2 separate regions of the Ovis aries genome follow, and region 2 is linked to region 1. A link is a contact called in public Hi-C data. All regions are on one chromosome and are shown on one strand. Each heading gives the region's core, a stretch centred on a gene start, on an enhancer-like site or on the middle of the called end of the contact. The rest is flanking DNA. Distances are from core to core; before and after follow the strand shown. Region 1 overlaps SYN3 (synapsin III). Region 2 overlaps SYN3 (synapsin III).

Region 1 (2,947 bases), core at 244-2,743:
CCCACAGGGACCCACAGGCGACAGCTCTGGAGGGCAGCAGGGGCTCGTTGGCCTGTGAGATGCCGGAAAGTTGAGGGAGAGATTCTGGTACTCTGAGCACTCTGAACCTCTCTCATATATTTGCCTCCGTTCTCACCCCGTTCCTAACCATCAGTGCCCCGCAGTGACTAGTGCACCATCCTCCCCGCCGGCCGGCACACTCCATACGTGTCTTGTTCAGGACTCTGTCTCCAGAACTGCCCCACACCAGGCCCATGGGAGCCCCTAATATATGTTTGTTGATTGAACAGATGATGGACTCTTCACGGTGACTGTGGAAGTGGACTCTCTTTACCCGCTTGGACACTAAGAAAATTTAACAGACTGGAGGGGACAGAATTTTGCCAACTCTTGGCCCAGTGCCCTTCCCCTATTGTTAGGGCCACAAGTGTTGGAAGGTTGTCAAACCTCATGCCCAAAGTCATCAAAGTCCAGGGCAGGACCCCCGGGCACAAAGATGCAGCCAAGAGGGTGGATGGGGGTACGTGAGGGCAGTGGGTGAGAAGGCTCTGGGAGCCACTCCCTGAGGCCTAGGCTGCTTGTGCCTCAGCCCTGACCTAAGACACAGATGACCACACTGGAGGTCACACCTGGACTCCTTCCCTCTGGAATGCCTGCCCAGGGGCCTGGTTCCGGCCAGGGGGAACTCCTGCTCCATTGCTCACCTCTATGATGTAATCTCTGCCATCTTTGCTGTGGACAGCCTTGACAGCACAGATGTCCAGGCCACCAAACATCTCCGAGCAGCTGTCCACCCACAGCCTGTACCTGCAGGGATGGACAGACAGTGAGTATGCTGCACAGGGGGCACGAGCGGGAAGCAGACGGCGAGAGATGCAGAGACGGGGGAAGGAGAGACCCAGAGAGACACCCACAGGAAAAACAGGCCAGGAGACAGACAGTGACATACGCACAAACACATCCATTCAGAGATGGAGAGAGACAGGAAGACGTAAGAGACAGAGATGCACGAGAGACAGAGAGGCAGAGAAACAGAGGCAGTGGGAGAGCCAATGGGTAAAAAGAGAGGCAGAGATGTAGAGGGACAGTGGGAGACACGCAGAGGGAGAGAGGTTAGACAGGGAGCTAGGCAGGCAGGCGACAAGCAGGATGAGGGGGGCAGTGAGGGGAGTTGGGGTGATCTCAGAGACCTGACCTCCTTCCCCTCCCCAGGACTTTGCTGGCCCCCCAGTACCGAGGAGCTTGTCCTGCCCCCAGCTGGAGCTGTCCTGGACCCCAGCTGCTCCTGAAATCCTTTTCCCTTGGGAAAACTGCTTGAAGGGCCCCAGAAATCCCTCCCAGGCCCAGCCTGCGGGGACAAAGGGTGTATTCTCCCCCTTGCCTGGGGCACGCAGGCAGAGGAGCCTGGCAGGCTTCTCCAGACTGGCCCGGGGGCCTGGCCCTCTGGACCTGCTGCTTTTGTTCCCTTTCCAGCCACTTGATGGCTGTAGGGTCCGTTTGCTTTGCAGAAGATCTCAGTGCTGGACTCTGACCCTGCAACAAGGGGATGGTTGTATCTTCCCGGCCTTGTGCTTGGCTTCCTTCGTGGTGGCTGGATTTGGAGTCACAGGGGACTTTGTGTCAATGTTCTTGCTTTTCTCCCCACCCTCCAGGGTCACATGGGGCACGCCTGCTCATAGATCTATTTGTGTCTCTGAGCCATAAGGCCTGGAATGAGCTGAAGTGCTCTCAGAGCTGGCTCTCTCATCTCTGCTGCTAAGTCCCCTTGAGGCACTGAGGCTACTGACCATGAATTTGCAGAAGGGAAAGTGGATTCCAGGCCTGAGCAGCCCCACTCCCATGGCAGGGAATGGCCCATGGGGCCTGGAACTGAGCAGAGCCAGGGAGATAATGACCTGCTGGAGACACCTCTGAGCAGCGTGCGAGGCCCGGGGAAAGGCTGGGCTTACGTTCTGGAAAGGTGGTGGAGAAAAGGGCCACGACTGCCCCTTGAATGCCCACTGGGGGAAGGCTGTCACTCCCCCAGACCAGGGGGTGCAGTTGTGCCAGGGAACGAGCACAGCCCCTGAGACTGGAGAGCACAGGTGGGCACCCACCTTGGGGGTGGCACCTGGGACTGGCGGGAAGGGAAGGAGACCACTATTTCCAGTGCACTCCCTGCCACTGAAGATCCCTTTCTCATCAGCCCTCTGGCTTGGGTGCATTACCTCCAATCTACAGCTGAAGAAGTTCAGAAATGGTAGTTAACCTGTGTAACACAGCTCTGAAGGAGGCAGGACCACTCACTTTAGTTCATGCTGTTTCCTCAGCTTAGAGCCCTGGACGGGGAGTTCCACAAGGGCAGGAACCATGTTACACCCCTCCCCTAAGTCTCAGTCCGTGTTACGGTAGCACAGTGGTCCCACTTCACTCTCTCGGGGCAGAGGCGTGACACAGGAGTATCTGATTACAGGGCTGCTGCTTTCTGGGTCATAGTGATGGCCTCCACGATGGTCATGTGACTTAAGTCAGGCCTATCAGTGAATAAGGCTCAACTCCAGGCTTTGATTGAAATGGTTGGGAAAGACATCTTCCTTCTGCTGGACTCGACACAGTTAAGCTGTAAGCCTGGGGCCGTTTTGGATCACTATATGAGTGAGCTGACCGGAATGAAGCCAACATGGAAGAAAGCTGGACTGAAGTTGGCAGTGAAAGTGAAAGTCTCTCAGTCGTGTCCGACTCTTTGTGACCCCATGGACTGTAGCCCACCAGGCTCCTCTGTCCATGGAATTCTCTAGGCAAGAGTACTGGAGTGGGTGGGTAGAATAAGTTCTAAAGACCTACCTGGAGCCGCACCTCTGAAGTTTTCATTGCCACAAGCCAGTAAATCCCCTTTGGCTCCAACTAATCCATTTTCTGAAACTTGCAACTGATACAGAGTTCTTGAAGGGAAGGGTTGGGTCTTTTC
Region 2 (3,250 bases), core at 591-3,090, 100 kb after region 1:
TCAGAAATCCCTGGTGGAAAACTCTTCTACCAGGTATAATTCTAGACAACTCTAGATAACTCCTGTCTTTCTTTGTCTCTCCTATAAGTGTGGGCTGACCCTGCCACGCAAGCACAGTGATAAATCAGTTGACATGCCTTCAGGTCCCCAGCTGTGTGACCACAGATAGTCATTGTATCTTTCTGGGATATACCCAAGAAAAAGCAGGCTCTACTGGACAATACAGAATGAAAAAAAAAAAAATATATATATATATATATGCACATATACACATACTCCTCTTCAGCAAACAATATTTGCTGTTTCTAGAACTTTACTTTTAAGTGTCTGATTTCATTCACTTGGTCAACATGTATTGTATGGCCAGGTACTGGGGGACATATTGGTGCGGGACATATTGGTGCAGTACATACTGGCTCTCCTAGGGAAACTAGGACTCCTAGCTAGTGTGTTGAATAAAATGGTAAAGAATGTCTAACCCTGGCTATAATTTTGGCTGATTATTGACAGAAATTGTTTATCTAACATCCATGTGTTGAGCACCTCTTACCTGCCTGACTTCTGGTAGATCTATGAAAGAAGGTTAAGAAGGTTAAGATAGGGTGCCTGCTCTAAGAAAGCTTATTAATCCAGATCTGTCTCCTTAAGGGAGACTTCAGCTGGCCAACGTGGTCAGGGGAGTTTCTAAAGGGTGCTCCCTTCACCCTTCACCTGTAACCGGAATCAGGTAAGGAACCAAGCCAGAGACCCTGTTTCTTTGGAGGATGGCTTCCATGTTAATCCATCTCAGAGAAGTGGGCAAGGCTCAGTGTGCCCACAAGGTGGCGGCATTCTAGCATATTCCCAACTGCTGGGGTTACTGGGAAATAGCGCCTTCTGTTGGCAAGGAGGGGAGAAACCACTTCCTCTCTTACAGGGGCTGAGAGTGGGTTTCATCTCTTCTGTTCAAAGTACAAACCTGGGAAAGTCCTGCAACCAGGGGCTGAGGGGAGAGGGCGATGGTGCTGAACAAAGGAAAATGGTGCTAACGATGCCTTATCTGATCCAGCAAACCTTCCTGGATGCCCTCCCGAAGTTCCCCTAACCCCAAGTATGTGTAGAATCTCCTCTGGGTCCCTTCACCTGAGCACTTGCCACACTGAATTTGCATCACTGCTTTACCATTTTTCTTTCATATGGCTAGGACCATATCCCTTTCCTCTTAGAATGCCTGGTGCCTACACAAAGTGTGACCCAGGGTGAGGGTTAAAGCTCCTTGTTGAATGAATGAAGTTTGTTCTAAGCAAGAACTTAAAACAGAGTCTCACTTGAGTACCATCATCCTGGCGAGGGCGTCTCAGGCCATTATCATCCTTGTCTTCAAAGATGGAAACTGCAAGATGGGAGACCGAGGATGAAGCCCAAGATGCCCTGATGTTAGTCACCGGAGGACCAGGATCCACTTTACATCTACCTCTGGCCAAAAGGTGCCAGCCTCGTCCAAGGCAGCCAGAGAATAAAGGTGGAGGAGACGGAAAATTCAGATCTGAGTCTGGCGCCCACTGCAGAAAACTAGGGCCCTTAATCTCGGTTTTCACGTGACTTCCATCTCTGACCAGGGAGGGGGCATGAGTTTCAGTTCTGTGGCCAGGGGCGGGGGGAGGTGGTCCACTCCTCGGAACAAGCAAGTTCAACCTGCTTCCCATCTCCTTCCAGCCAGGCCTTTCCACCTCTGTGGTTGGAGCTCCAGCAAAGAAGAAAGCAGTCAGAGGCATTCTGAAGGGCTCAACCTCCTCACATTCCAGCCCTGGCTGAAGCCAGCCCAGGAACAAGTGGAGAGCCTCTCTTGGAGGAAGTGATTCAGAAACCACGATGGCCTGGCGGCCCGCCGTGACTCACAACACATCAATGGAGGAATTGTCTGTGGAGGCTGAAAATACCAAAGCTCTTTTCTTTCCTTCCTTTCTTTTCTTTTTTTTTTTCTCTTTCTTTTTTTCCCCTCCCCTTGGCGGCATTGTGCAACACCAGAGCTGCCCAGAAACATGTGTTTCTCATCACTGGCTCCAATAGCCGCCTTGGAGGACTGGGGAGAAAACAAGACTGAGAGTGAAGAGACCACAGGGGGAACTGCAGCAGTTAAAGCGGGGTTGGGGGCTTCTCTTTCACCACACCCGAGTCCTGTTTCACCATCCCCATCAACACCAGCATGCCCAAAGAACATCTGGGATGGCAGAAAATAGAATTTTGGGTCTGGGAGAAAACTAGTCTGTCTCTCCTTCTATCTTTTTCTACATGGGGAAACTGAGGCCCCGAGAAGAGAAGTGGCTTGCTAAATATCCTCAGTTCAGTTCAGTTCAGTCGCTCAGTCGTGTCCGACTCTTTGTGACCCCACGGACTGCAGCACGCCAGGCTTCCCTGTCCATCACCAACTCCTGGATAAATACCCTACAGCCTCATTACATCTTGTATTTTGCTGCAGCAACTGCATTTTTCTGTATCCCAGGTCAGGAAATGTAGTTTGATAAAGGGTGATTTTCATGAACTTGGGCAAACTCCAGAAGATAGTGATGGACAGAGAGGCCTGGTGTGCTACAGTCCATGGCTTTGCAGAGTTAGACACAACTTAGCAACTGAACAACAACAAGTGAAAAATGAGAAGTCATAGTAAGTTTTGTTATAAATCTATCAATGGTCCCTTTCCCCTTGTCTATCAGACTTAGGAAATTGGTCAGCACAAGGTCACTTAGGTCATCTGCAAATTCTATAGGCCATTTTGCAGTTTTCATCCAACTCTGTAGCATGCGACATTGGTGCCCATTGGTACCACCCCTCTGTTTTTCTTTCCTAACTCTGCAGCTGCTTCTTTTCAGCATCCTTTGCCCCTCCACCCACCTACCTACCACTGGCTCTCAAACATCTAAGTGGGATATGGCTCTCTCCGAGGCCTTCTTCTCTTCTTATTCAGATCCATGTTCCTGGTATTAGCAATGACCTGTTCACTGATGGCTCCCAGATCTTATCTACAGCCCATTCATATTTTCTTAGCTACAGATGTGTATATGTCGCTGTATTCTCAGCACCTTCTTTGGATGCCCCAAACTGAATGCATCATTTTCCTCCAAAGCTCTTTGACTATTTTCTTAGAAAATATTTATTTGGCTGTGCTGGTTCTTAGTTGCAGCATGTGGGATCTAGTGCCCTTACCAGGGATCCAACCTGGGCCCCTTGCATGGCGACCACCAGAGAAGTTCCCCTTTGACTATTTCAGTTT

The links. A called contact is a pair of places that touch in the nucleus more often than the background predicts.
Region 2: a Hi-C map of tail adipose tissue shows a contact between it and region 1, with 5 times the contacts expected there. The contact joins two enhancer-like sites. A contact is called at or near these places in 9 of 16 Hi-C or Micro-C datasets (hypothalamus, liver, mesenteric adipose tissue and 5 more).

The regions. Positions count from the first base shown.
Region 1 is chr3:176,742,933-176,745,879 of ARS-UI_Ramb_v3.0, forward strand. SYN3 (synapsin III) reads right to left here. Exons shown (of 14, transcript XM_042247181.2): 10 at 705-807. Among named protein-coding and RNA genes, the nearest start is that of FBXO7, 46 kb to the left of the region's middle. Within about 2 kb of position 1,494, at least 19 of the 54 cell types and tissues checked have an H3K27ac peak or open chromatin away from gene starts, as enhancers often do. A contact at or near this core is called in tail adipose tissue, where this site is marked.
Region 2 is chr3:176,843,316-176,846,565 of ARS-UI_Ramb_v3.0, forward strand. The region is part of intron 6 of SYN3 (synapsin III); the gene reads right to left. Among named protein-coding and RNA genes, the nearest start is that of FBXO7, 150 kb to the left of the region's middle. Within about 2 kb of position 1,841, at least 20 of the 54 cell types and tissues checked have an H3K27ac peak or open chromatin away from gene starts, as enhancers often do. A contact at or near this core is called in tail adipose tissue, where this site is marked.